2 separate regions of the Anas platyrhynchos genome follow, and region 1 is linked to region 2. The links are chromatin contacts, called in public Hi-C maps. All regions are on one chromosome and are shown on one strand. The core of a region is the stretch at or near the end of the contact, and the rest is flanking DNA. Distances in the headings are between cores, read along the strand shown.

Evidence for each region. A called contact is a pair of places that touch in the nucleus more often than the background predicts.
Region 1: a contact with region 2 is called in a Hi-C map of subcutaneous adipose tissue, with 3 times the contacts expected there. The contact joins the promoter of ZMIZ1 here to the enhancer-like site in region 2. A contact is called at or near these places in 6 of 8 Hi-C or Micro-C datasets (F5 follicle, liver, skeletal muscle and 2 more).

The regions. Positions count from the first base shown.
Region 1 is chr6:16,190,218-16,196,975 of IASCAAS_PekinDuck_T2T, reverse strand. ZMIZ1 (zinc finger MIZ-type containing 1) reads left to right here and starts at 3,110. Exons shown (of 22, transcript XM_072039497.1): 1 at 3,110-3,629.
Region 2 is chr6:16,077,245-16,083,797 of IASCAAS_PekinDuck_T2T, reverse strand. It overlaps ZMIZ1 (zinc finger MIZ-type containing 1), which reads left to right. Exons shown (of 22, transcript XM_072039497.1): 3 at 6,285-6,367. Among named protein-coding and RNA genes, the nearest start is that of ZMIZ1, 110 kb to the left of the region's middle. Within about 2 kb of position 3,632, at least 5 of the 8 cell types and tissues checked have an H3K27ac peak or open chromatin away from gene starts, as enhancers often do. A contact at or near this core is called in F5 follicle, small yellow follicle and subcutaneous adipose tissue, where this site is marked.

The DNA.
Region 1 (6,758 bases), core at 1,861-4,360, 110 kb before region 2:
TCATGGACAATGAAACAGTAAGTGATGCATTAGGGACCGCACCTCTTCCTGTTGTCTCCAGTTTTTGCATTTATTCTGCTCTTCAGCTGTAAGGAATTAGTTGCCTGTCGTACCTCCGAGGAAGAGCCTTACAAGGAAACTCCTCTCTGCTCCTTCTCCCTTGTGTAGTCCCCCAAACAGTGAGGAAAACAGTCTGTTTGTTTCATGCACTTCACTGAACACAGTTCAAGCCTTGATGGTCTTTTATGCTCTTTATACACAGGCCTGTGGAGTGTATGGTCACAGAAAAGCTTGTTTTTGTTTTGTTTGTTGTTTTACCTCTCCTTAAAGCAGAAGACCACAGTGTCTGTTAAAGGAGGGAAAAATCAAGAGGCAAATTGTTGCTGTAAAATGCAATAAAGTAGTACTCTGGGCTCTCGGGCATGTTTTATGACCAACATGGCAATTACTGAATAAAATCCCATGCCCCAGAATGTTTACTACTGTAAACAACTTATCGTTATTTATTCATATTTTATGAATTCATTTTTTTTCACAAACTGTATTAACAATCTCTTGTGGCACAAAATAGGATGTGGTGTAATTTTTTTTTCTAACCAACTCTAAATAAAAGGATCCATTGAGAATCTAGTCCTGAGTGTGTTTCAGGCTACATTTTACTTAGCATGATTAGCTGTGTTAGAAGGCATTATGATGTTCTGGCAAGCTCTCTCTGGTTTGGAGCAGTCCTTGCTCTCCTTATCCTTACAATAACATTTTAGTCATTGCTTTCCTTTCATGTTGTCAGGCTGGCTAGTTCAGACTAAAACCTTTCACACAAACTCAGGCCAGGGTTCAACCTCGATGTTGTCCAATTGGTGCTAGTGGTGTTAGTCGCCTTCCCTGCCTGATGGGGAAGAGCTGAAGCACAGGGGAGAGACAGAAGTAGGTCTCAGACTTCAGTATTCGTGCTCTACAAATGGCTGCATTTGTCGCTCTTTAAATCTCATTATCGTTCACAATTAAAATTCAGTCAGGCTCCAAGAAGACCTGCTTACTGTCAAAATCTGGTATTAGGTAGTCAAATGATAGAAAGGCAGTGATGTTTCTTCCCTCTATGAAATGAGAATCTGCCTTGTGGACAGCTCTGCTAACATACTAAGTGAAATGATTTTGGGGTAGTTATGTGCCTGTTTGGTTTTACATAGGGTTACTCGACTGCATTATTTGGAGCAGATAAAGAAATTGTGGTCATTCAGAATCCTTGGGTACTCTTTTGTAAGAGTGTGGTGTTGCACATAGCATGCTGGCTATCTTCCAGCTTTGATAATTATTTTCTGCTTGAAAACCTTGTCCAAGTTAAAATGCTGGGGAATGTATTGTTTCCTTCAGGTTTCTAATCCTGAAACTGTATGGTGTAGCTAGGGGAAAAAAGTAAGTTTAACAGCAGGAGTGACTGAATCCCCTATCTATCAATCTCAGCTGCAGGAAGATCTGGAGCTTTAGGAGAAAGGCTTAGACTAGTTGAGTGACTTTATTCCAGATCCAATTCCAGTTTGAGATTTCTCAAAGTTGAGATGTGCTTGGTTCTCGAATTTATGTTTGTTTGGCTCTGACAGGGCGCTGTCTCCTGGTGTAGGACAGATCAGCGTGCAGTGGGGCGATGAGTGTTTATGTCCCTGTAGAAGCGCACTGTGGGCACTACATAAATAGCACGCTTACAATGCTGCGTTTCCTCAGCTCACATATGTTAAGTTCCTTCTCAGTACGTTACAATCACATGCCATGCCTTCTCTTCCTATTCTTTCAGCTCGGTTTTGTTTTTTTGAGCTGTATCCTTGACTCTTGAAGGCGTGCATCCTGGATCTCAGTGCTACCTCGCCACATCATGTTTTTAAAGGCTTTATTCTCCTTGCCAAACGACTCAAGTCGCCCTGCTGAAGCTAGAAGGGTGTAACGGTGCTGTAAGCCAGAGCCCCGATCCTTGGCAGAGGGTGCCATGGGTGCCGGCTGCCCGGTGCTTGTGCCCCTCTCAGCTCCCCGGGTCTCTGTGCAGGGTGAGGGGCTGGGTGCTCAGACCCTGGCCCCATGCAGCCCTTGGCACCAGCCTGGCAGCAGTGACGGCTCGGCGCAGGCAGGGCGAGCACAGCAGGAGTTTGAGGCGGAACTCCCCGTAGGAGCCGGGCTGCGTCTCCTCAGCCGCTGCCATCGCTGCTGCTGCTGCTCCCCGCCTGCCCCTGGAGCCCCTGTGGAGGCGGCCAGCCCCCAGTGAGCGCGGTCTGAGCGCTGCCCCGCTGCTTTCAGGCACCGCCTGCTCGGCGCGGCGCCTTTAAGGGGCCGGCAGGGGAGGGGAGGGGAGGGGGGGAGCGGCGGCGGCGGGGGCGCGCTCGGCGCGGGGGCGCGCGCGGCCGGCTGGCAGGCAGCGGCATTGTTCGCTGACGTCACTGGCAGGCCGCGCGGCGGCCGCTCTCCAGCTCGCCTTTGTTATTCGGCGCTCCCCGGCCGGCGCCGCGGCCGCACGCAAAAAGCGGAGCCGGAGCCGCGCGGGGTGGAGCGGAGCGGAGCGGCGGGGCAGCCGCCCCGGGGGCGGGGGGCGGGCGCCGGGGATCGGGGGGGGGGGGCGGTGCTGCCCTCCCCGCTGTGTGCCCCCCCCCGGGGCTGCGAGCAGGGGGGCGGGCACGGGGCGGGGCTGCGGGGTGTGGGGGGGAATTGGGGGGGTCTGGGGGCGGCTCGCCTCATTAGCAGCGCCTCGTAAAGCGCTGATTGTCCGGGGGCACCGGGGAGCAGGGCGGCTGCGGGCGGGGGGCTCCCGAGCCGCCCCTACCCGGGGGGGGCCCCGTGGGGTGTCAGGGAGCCGGGGAGCAGCTGCCCCCTGCCCGCCCGGCAGCTTGTCCCCATGGCCGTGCACAAACACAAGCCACGAAGCCAATAAACAGCGATCGGTACCGCGCAGCGGAGGCACCGCATGCTCGGCGGCGGGCGGGCTCCCGGGCGGCTTTCCCCCGTGGCAGGCGGGGGGAGGAGGAGGAGGAGGTGCGGGGAGGGGGGGGGGGTGTTCTCCTGCCTGGGGTTCGCGCAGTGGAAGGGTTTTCTCTCTCCTTTTTTTTTTTTTTTTTCTTGTGCGTGCAATCCAGGCAGCCTCCGCCGCGCCTCCCCGCCGTCAGCCCGACATTGGCGATGTTTTAACTCGCCTCCCAGCCCCGAACTTGGGGCGGCGTGAGCGTGTGTGTGTGTGTGTGTGTGTGTGTGTGTGTGAGTGTGCCGGGGGGGGGACCATCCCCGCAGGAGGCAGCTCCCTTTCCGATAGGAATCTGGGACAGATTTTGCCAGCAGCCACCGAGCGTGGCCCGGCGGCACGGAGCAGCCCGTGTAACCCGACACTCCAACTTGCCGTGCGCCCTGCGAGTTGATTCACTTACTCACCGCCGGCACCGCGCTGCCGCTCGCTGCCGTGGGCGAGGAGAGGGGGGAGAGGGGACGGGGAGAGAGAGGAGAGCAGAGAGAGAGGGGAGAGAAAAAAAGGACCGGGGTGGGGGGGCGGGGGGAGCCGGGCGAGAGGGGGAATAAAACAATCTGCCTGGCGGAATACCCCGCTAGAGCCGCGGAGCGCTGGGGGAGCGAGGACGCTGCCTGGTGCCGAGCCCAGCCGGGTAAGTTGGGGGGCGCCGCTCGCAGCCCCCCGGGCAGGGGGCGCGGACAATGGGGGGGGGGGAGCGCGGGGAGCGCCCCTGGGGGGCCCGGCCCGGCCCGGGGCGAAGTTGGCGGCGGGGGCCGGCAAAACAAAGGGGGCCGGGGCCGGGGGGGCGAGCCCCGGGGGCGAGCTGCTGGCGGCCGGCTCGGGAGCGGGGCCTCCCCGGCGGGCGGCAGGAAGGAGCCGCCGGCGGTCACCCCCCCCCCCCCCCCCCCCGCTGGCCTTGCCCTGCCCCCGGTGCATCTGTCCGGGGGGGCCCGGCTCGGCTCGGCTGGGCTCTGCTCGGCCCGGCCCGGCCGCCGCACAAAGCGAGGGGAGCGGCGGCGGAGCCGCTCCGGGAATGTAAACACGGCGCGGGGCCGCCGGGCTGCGGCCGGCAGCGGGGGGGTGGGGGGGGGGCGGCGGGGCCGCTGCGAAGCCGCGCCGGGGGCTGCAAACTTTGCGCCGCGCCCCGCCGGGGGTCGGCTCCCGCGGCGCCGGGGGGGGCTTGGGGGAGGCTCGGGGGGTTTTGCCCCCCCCCCCACACCCGGCGGGGGTAAAGCGAGGGGCAGGCTCCGAGCGGGGCTGCGGGCGGCGCGGCGGGGCCGGGGGGGGCCGGGGGTTGGCGGCCGGGGTCCGCAGGCCGGAGCGGAGCGGGTGTCGCGAGTGCGTTTTTCAATGCGTTGAGACGGGAGAAGAGGATTTAACTTGGCAGGCTGAACAAATGCTCTATCAAAGGTTTCCTAAGAGACAGTGGGAGAGCGGGGGAGATGAATGACCCGCGGTGGTTTTAGGGTGCTACCTCTGCGGGCTGGCTTTCACAGGCGCAGTGGCCATTTAGGGCTCTGAATACAACTCCGCGCATCAGAAAGGCGACAGGCTTATAAAATTTAAAAGGGCAAAAGCCCATTAATGCTGTGGCAGGGCTCTGGCTCCCAGCTCTGCTTGAGCAGCTCCAAGCGCCTTCAAGTGCCAGAGCTTTTAAGGAATCCCCAGCAGCAGCAGCTCCCCCGGGGCTGCCGGGTGGACCTTGGCCTTGGGCAGCGGCCGACCTGGGGCAGCCTCTGCTCGGCTGGGGCAGCGCGACCAAACGGGAGCCAGGCGAGGGCAGGACGGGGAGAAGAAAGGGCCCGGGGCCGGGATGCCGGGCTCGCAGCTCTGCGGGCTGCAGGCGCCGTGCCGCTGCAGCGGGGGCACGGTGGCAGGGCTCCGAGAGCGCTGCCAGCAGCAGCAGGAAAGTTTCACAAAGGAGTCGAGCAAAATTACGCTCCGCTGACGGTCTCTGGGAGAACGAGGGTCTGGCGAACAAACGTAGTTGGTCTGCGATTCAAACTTCCACTTCCTTCTCTCGATAGAGGGAAATTTACTGTGGCATCAATCTTCTCTTGGCGGGGCCCGATTCAGGTTTGTGAATGCCAGGAGACTTGCTCTGACCTTTTTCTGTTCAAGTTGAGGATGTTGAAACACCAGCCATCAAACAAAAGACACATTGAAAGCAAGATCTGCAATGGAGCACGTGTGACTTTGAGGCTAGTTGAGTGCGTTTGGTGGCTGTTTTCCGCCGAGTTGGGGGGAGGAGAGAGAAAAAGGACGCTTATTTTTTAAATGAGATTATGGAAAACATGACTTGAAATCCCCTAAATATCCCCGAGTCAAGGACCTTTTTTATTTCTATCTTTACTTTTACAACGTCTTAGGAAAATGCCTCCGTTTCTTCTATTTTCTTTTTTTACATATGTCTAATTTGCAAATGACGAGTATATTTTTTTCCCCGCAAGTGTGAAGATGACCAGGAATGTTACCGAATTTCTGATTTTTTTTTTATTTAAAAAAAAAAAAAGCTTTAGAGAATTAAGTGACTTTCGGATTACAGCTTAAAACAATGAAAAATTCCCTGGGGTTTAATTGACAGACTCACGATTTTATCTACTCAAGATAATACTACCTCAAAAGGTGGCAGATTTAAAGATTACTCTGTAAATTGTAAGTTAAACTTAGTTTGGGCTCGGAGAATTGAAAAAGAACCCCCTCAGGACCAGTCGATGTAGGTATCTAACCTGCCGGTGGCACTCATAACAGGGACAGATGCCGTTATTGTTTGCATTGTTTACAGCCCACAATACCTTAAACGCTGATAATGATTAGAAACAATAATTGAGGCTGTGGCAAAGGATCAATGAAAACTTTGCTTCAGGAAAGAAGCGAGTTGCTGTGTGTGTATGTATGTATACACACAGTATTTGGAGCTGTCTGAGAAGCGCAGTCACCGTGCGGTACAGAACTCTGTTTTTAGAATATTTTAAGAAACCCACAGAAGATAATAGATGAGTTTCGGCATAACCTAGGATTTGTACTGATGGCAGTGGTTACGGGGAGCTGAAAGGAGAGGGCTCTGTGCAGCGCGTTTCCATTCATAACTTTTCTTGGGAGTTGTTTGCACTTTACCCTAAATCTCCTCCACTTTTATAGGTTCCAAAGGTTCTGTGTAGACAAAGGAGGAAAAAAAAAAAACAAACAAGCAGCCAACAACCCAAACATCTCGGGTGACGGTTACATCACTGATACTATAGTTGGAGACAATGTTGGCTGTTTTTTTAGCAACTTGGTGTTTGTGCTAGCAGCTCTGGAGAGCCTGGTTTCTTCGCTTGAAAAGGAAGAAAAATGCATCTCTGAGGAAATGAAGTTGGCGTTCGTTTTGCCTTCCCCAGTGTTTCTGGTAGGCTTCAGGTGGTGGGACCCGGCTTCCTTCCCACCCCAGGGGAGGAAAGGTGGCCACGGGTGCTGGTGGGCTGCTGCTGCCCTACCTGGGGCACCTGGCTCCCACCAGTAGCTCGTGCCTGCGATCAGAGATTTGAGCACTGTGCAATTGGCTGATTTGTTCGCTCCTAGTTAGACCAATTTTTGTGAAATCCTATCCTCTATTACAGCCAAGTGACAAGGGTATTGCTGAAGAGTTGAGGGTTGGTTTACTCTTGTTCTCGTCAACTGCCTGTTGTGGGATGAAGAGCACAAGTCCTCTTTATCCATTTCCATAATTTTGTGAGAAAGCACCTCATACGGTGCAGCAATACAGAGCGCCATGGATGGGCACTGATGTGCCTGCTGCTCA
Region 2 (6,553 bases), core at 2,383-4,882:
CCGGTTTAAATTAAAAAATAAATAACCCCATATGACCTAACTGCTACATGTAAAATTAAAAACGCACTCTGCTCGTTCCGAAGGGTAGGCATTTTGATGCCAACGGTGCGCTGATAGTATTCCACCAGAGAGAGAAGTCAATGGTTAAAAACAAGCATGTCTAATCCTGTCTCGCTGCTCTGTTAGTCTTGTTTGAGAATTAAGTTGATGGCACACTACTTGGGTGGGTGCTAACTGCTAGATGTGGCAATAATCTCCTTGTGCGGAGCCTGCGACGCTCTCCTGCTGCTGCGCCTCCTCCCTCCGGTGAGGTTCGCATTCGTCCTGATCGTGCACACCGCTTTCTTTCCAGGTCACCCAGCCTCCTCGCAGCCCTTCTTTTAGCAGGACTAGCTGCAGAACTCGCTTGTGACTCACCTGCACCATCAGTCGATGCTTCAATATGATTTTATTGGCTCCTCCTGCGCACAGCTTATTTTGTATCCAGCACGCAGCAGAAGTACAGGGGATCGGCAGCTTCTGTGCCGCGCGGAGCTGCGCAGGGCATGCAGGCAGCTGTACACAGGGAGTCGGCTGCACTGGTTATGCCAGCAGCAGCCTTTGTTCCTTCAAACCACTTCCATGGCCGCGCTCGAGTGGGTTATTGTTTGAGGCTGTGTAAGTACAATAGGATAGAAGGGAAAGGGAAGGGGAATTTTTTTTCTAAAACAGAACAAAATAAACTAAAAAAAGTTGCTATGGAAATAGATGGCAAATGGTCTGTAATAATGGGATTTTTCAAGAGGTGTCCAACCTCCAGAACAATGGCTCGGCGCAAGCCAAGGTTAATAGTGCTCATTATCTTACGCTAGCGAGCTGGCAGCGCGCTCCTCTCTCACAAACACGCAGCCCAGCACGCTGCTGCCGGCTGCAGCTCAGGTGGGGACGGTCACTTGGGAAATGGTGGCGAGCCACACGCTGGGGTTGTGCTGGACTTGGCTGCCCCTGGGCTGTCCTTGGCTGCTTCTGGCCACAGCAGGAGCAGCCCGGCCGGGCAGGCAGGAGCTCATGTCTGACAGCCCCACGCAGAGAGGTCACAGCACCTCTTGTCCCTGCTGCGCCTCAGGCCACAGCACCGGGGGGCTGCCGGGGCCACAGTGGTGGCAGCCCGGTGGCTTCGGGTGTGCTGGACCAAGCTGGGCCTCACATGTGGCAGGGGAAAGGGAAGGGGTTCGGGAAAGTTGTTGTCCAAGAAATGGGGTTGTAGTGGAGCAAGCCAGGAGAGGCAAAGGGTTTTGCTGTTGGTGCTGTAAACTGAAGATCGTAGCACTGCTTATTGCTGCCATCAGGTCTTATGCTCAAGGAGTGTGACACAGCCCTAAAATCCCCTTATGTCTCAAAGTGAGGAAGTCACAAGCTGCATCTGAAAAAAGGTGTGCTCGTTATTTTGTGCATTTCAAATAATGTCTAATGTAATTTTGAGATTGATTCCACTTCTGCTTTAAAGGAATCATTAAACTGAATTAAAGGTATATTAAAAAACAAAAACCACACAGAGGAAAAAAACTCAAGGAAGTGGTGACTGAGTAAACAAACCTTTTGCTTTTGCCCCAGTGGAAAATAGGAAAAAACAAGCAAAACTGCAAGTTCTCATTGCTTTTCCGCTCTGCCCCATAGCAGGCCGCCTGCCTCCCCGGAGGCCTGCCAGTGGTAACAGGGCGCCACGCATGGCAGCCGCGAGCTGGGCACCATGTCAGAGCCTGGCAGCCTGGAGCAAAGCACTCTCTGCGGCCCCACGGCCTGTCTGCCGGTGACCCACTGACACAGGGGAGATGGGGACACTCAGGGGCAGTGTGGCTGCCTTCTTCTGCCCCGCTTTGGAGGCAGATTTCTGCCCTTCGGTTTACATCCGTGCTGTAGCCAGCAGACGCTGTGTGTTGGTGGGATGGGTTGGTGTGCTTTTTGGGTTCTGTTTTGCTGAGGATTAGAGGGGGCCAAGCCTAGGCAAAGTTGACAGTTGTCATTCTGAAGCCACCATCCCTCTGACACCCTCATCACTTCTGCCCCTCCACATCTTTTCCTCCCACCTCTGATCCCCTTCCTTGCCCTGTTGCTGCCCGGGAAGGGAGCACAACACCCTTGGCAGGGCAAGGTGATCTTGGTTTACATTTCTGCGATGCTGTGAGCTTAGTCTCTCTTTTTCTCCCAGAAAGCACCTAGTGTGTATTGCTTACTTGAGCAACACTTTATGCCTCTCCTTCATACAGAGCTAGCAGATGTTTTAGCAGAAGACAGCATCAGATGCTCATCAGCCATACACACACCCAAGTTTCTAAAAACTCCTGAGCTGATCAAGGGCTACACTAACTGATGAGGACAGCATTTAATATTTAAACATGTCTAGAAGTTCGTGTGTTTTCCGTGTGGCAGAAGTTCTCTTGCTGACCAGTGAGCTATGTAGGAAGCGCAGCACATTGTGTTCTTCACTTCTGACCCAGTTGCAGCCCGGGATACGTGAGAGCTGGGGTTGCCCACACACTGTTTCACCGCGGTTGTACAGGAATTCCAAGCTTGAACATACTGCAGCTTAAGGAGGATAATGCTAGAACTCAGGAATAATTCATGAAAAGAGGAAAAAACCCTGAAGTGCACCTGCCTAATGTGTTTCCATAATAGGATTGTACAGCACACTTAATTGTCTGTCTTGGCAGTATTTCTGTCTTCTAGGTATTTCTGTGTGCATGTTTTGTTTGCTCTCTTTATTTTTGTTTGGGTATGTAGAGCTCAAGTTGCATTTTGTGTATGACAACTGCAGGTTTTACTCTGGGTTGTCCTTTGGATTAGAGTTCCTCGCTATTGCTTGAACCCAGCCGAGGCTGAGCACTGAGGCTAGCAGCAAGGTCCCCAGGGGCTGAGGAGGCATTGGGGGCCCCAGGTAGATCTGTTGGTGAAGGGGTGACTTGGTGGGACCAGGGCACGGTGAGATGGCAGGGGGAAGGGTGGTGGTGCAGCTGGGCCTTTGGAGGCCTGAAGATGGGCTGCATCGCCTCCTTGTTGGCCTTCTTCCAGTCCCCTTTCACTGCTTCTCTCATGCTTTAATCATAAAGCTATGTGCTGTGCTTTGGCTGTGTCCTGCATATATGCCAACCTTTTCCATTCCTCCACCTCTGCAAAAACACCAAGAACCAAGGCCTTGGTCTTAAAAGCAAAACACTGAAACAGTGCAGTACGTTGGACCTCAGTTGGCAGTGGTGGCAGGGGCCGCAGGAGCCCTGAGAGGCCGTGGCCACCCCACGGGGAGCAAGGACAGCCCGGGGCTGGGGCAGTGGAGGAGGCCAGGCAGGGAGGGGAGAGGGAGTTTTTGAGGCTTTAGGGCATGCCTGATGACCTCTGCAGCTTTGGTTTTCCCCTTGGAAGCCTAGAAATAGCACCTTCAAAACGAACAAGCAACAACAGCAAAACAAAGAGAAGCTGAAAGCTGAGGTTTCCGTGTGATGGTGGGACATCGGAGAGCTGGCTGTAGGAAAAATTCCTGTTATTGCAGGAGACATGATCAAATCGCCAGGGCTGGCAGCCCTGCTGTGCTGCCTCTCCCTCCTGCTCTCAGCCTCCACAGCCCGTGCTGCGTGTGCTGCTTGTCTCTTTCGCTGTATTGATTTTTACAGTGTAATCTACTCAGAGCAAGGGTTTTGTCTATTATGCGTTTGTAATGCACCACACATGCATTACTATAGAAATAATCTAATACAAAGTGCCTGGGATTTCAAACATCCAGTGTTTCATAGCCAAAACATTTGGCCAAGAAATAAACCTCCTGTTTTTGTGCTCCCTCTGCTGGATCCATACGCGCAGGAATTGCTGGCTGTGCCTGGAGCTGCGGGCTCCCCTCTGTTCCCCAGCTCTCATCCCGGCAGCTTCACCATCCTGTGCTGTTTGGTGGATGCTTTCATGAAGCTCTTGGCTCTTCCCCGAGCCCTCTCAGTCAGCTGTATTACAGGATGCGAACTGGGGATCGATGAGAAATTGAGGCAGTGCACTGCACCGCAGCGAGGCTGTGGTTTGACACCAGGCAAGGTTGTTGATGCTGGTTTTACGGTGTTTCCAGTTGTCTCCTCTTCCCCCACCCATCTATTCTCATTTTCAAGGCATAGCCCCCTACCCCCAAACTGTGCCAGTGTGACTGGCTTGAGGATCTTCCTAGAAATAGTCTGAGAGAACTGATCAGGCATTCAAAAAAGCTGCATGTTTTTTTTTTTTTTTTTTTTTTCCATAGGCTGAATGCAGTTGAGAGCAAACCCCTGCCCAGCATGCTGGCAGGGTTGGGGGCTGGCACGAGGGCCCAGGAACAGGCAGGGGTGATGGTCTGGCCTCTGAGCAGGTTGCGGGGTGAAAGCATGGAGCAGATGCTGGTGGGGACCATGCCAGGGAAGCTTGGACCTGATTTGCAAAAGGAGTGGGTGGTCTGTGATGTGAATTCACCGAAATGTTAATGGGATGGCCCTTTTCAGAGGTGCTTTATAAAACAAAACAGGAATTGTGGTGCCAGTTCTGCAGATGGAGGAACTAATGCACAAAAGAGTGGAGCGAAGCGTTGGCTTCCCATTTCACAGCAGTGCAGTTTAAGCTGGTTTAAGCAGCCTCTGATCTACCCTCTGCCATCACGGCTGAGCACTCCTGCCCTCGTGCCCGCTCCCTGCGCTGAGTTGGCACAGCTGTTTATGAGACAGCATGCTGAAGGAAATGAGCTCCCTGATCCAGCTAACCGTGCAGCTGCACAACTGCAGGCTTGGAAGCGAGCGTCCAGGAGGGAGAAGTGAGAGGCAGAGTTGAAGCTGCCAAGCAAACGCCGCAGCCCGACTTGCTGAGGTCCTGTCCCGTCGCACCGGCAGAGCCTGGGATAGTACCCAGCTCCTGGGGTGGGTGGAACAAAAGTTGATCCTTTGGCGGGAGGAACGAAGTTAGATAAATAATTAATTCAGACTTAATTAAAGACCTAGTCTGCGTTAGTTGAGAAAGTCATGTTAACACGTACTAAATCTGAATCAATTAGCATGTTTCCCCTGGCTTGTATAAGCAGAACAAAAGCACTGGGGAAAACTTCTGGATGAGAATAAATATGTTCTGGGGGAAAACAGTCACAGTTCAATGAGGCCTTAAAAGCCAATCATTCACCCAGGGTGCCTGTCAATGTGTAACTTTTCTAGAATTGCCATTTGTTGCGGGCCGAGAACAGCAGAGTTCCCATCTGAAGCAGATTGTCCCTTGGTGGCACTATACATACCAGTGATGGGATGACTGTTTCTAGCATATGTTTTTCAGACATGTTTTTATTCATTGTGAATTGTCAGTGAGGAGGGTAAATAAGATTGCGTAACAAATGTTGCTGCAAGTAACAAGTTCTGTGAAAAACTCAAAGTTTTTCTGCTTTGTTGTTGGTCACCTGTGACTTTTGCATCACATGAGGTTATCCAAGTGCCTGCTTCCATTGCTGGTCATTGTGGAGGTTCTGCACTGGCCATGAGTTGCACGTTATTTTTTTCCACCAGACTTGTTTTTTCCTGTTCAGTGAAAAATTCTCTTGCGTGGAAGTTACTTGGAATTTAGTCAAAAGAGAAGCAAAATGTACTCATCGTGTTCCTTTCTTCAGTATGTGCTGAGTTCTAGAGCCTGGCAGCGTCAGCCTGTAAGGACACCTTGTCTGACTGCTGAAACAGCATGTAACAAAATACACAGTGCCCGTAAACATTCTGCAGTCTCCCTTTACAGTATTTCTTTATAATTAAAAAGCATTTCCTAGAAGTTGCGGTGCTGTGCCAATGTAATTCATAAGCTTGCTTTGTTTTGCTACAGTCAGGATGGTGTTTTTGAGGTATTTTGGTGTATCCATTTAAGCAGAGTTAGGGGGGTTGTTTATTTTTTTAATGGCACTTAGCCTGTAGCAGTCGGTGAGTGCCTGTATAAAGAGAACGGAAGAGACTTCAAGATGACTTTTAACTGGAGGGAAAAAAAAAAAAGACCATTTACTGTTGGTAAACTTTGGTTTAAACCTCAACAGAATCCTGCTATCTTTTCCTCATCTCTTTTTTATGGACAAGAAAACCTGTAAGGCTTAAACTGCTGAAGTGATTCTCCAGAGTTGGGGGTAGCTGGAATTGTGGACCAAGTCTCAGATCTGGTGCTCCAGACTTGTTCCTGGGACTCCTAAATGTCCTTCATTTATCTCAGATCTGCGCAGCGAGCTTTTTCAAATGCTACCGTGTCACTCAGGAGAACGGAAGTATGATGTGCCTGTGCTTTTATTGCAGGAAACTGGATCTTGTTATGTGAGGGCATTGAGGAAACGTGCCCCAGCTACTGAGAGGAAGAAAGGCCGGTGGGGAATACTCAGGTAAGAAGGCTTTACGGACCAGCCGGCAGTAAGAAATACTTGGGGGCCTTCAGTCTTTTTCCAGACGCTGCTTCATGCTTTATGCTTTAACGACTGATCTGGTCACTATCAAAGTTTATTTGTTGTTTTAAGAAGCAGTCCTGTTTGGTCAATTGATTGCAACAACAAAACACTGCAAGCAAAGCC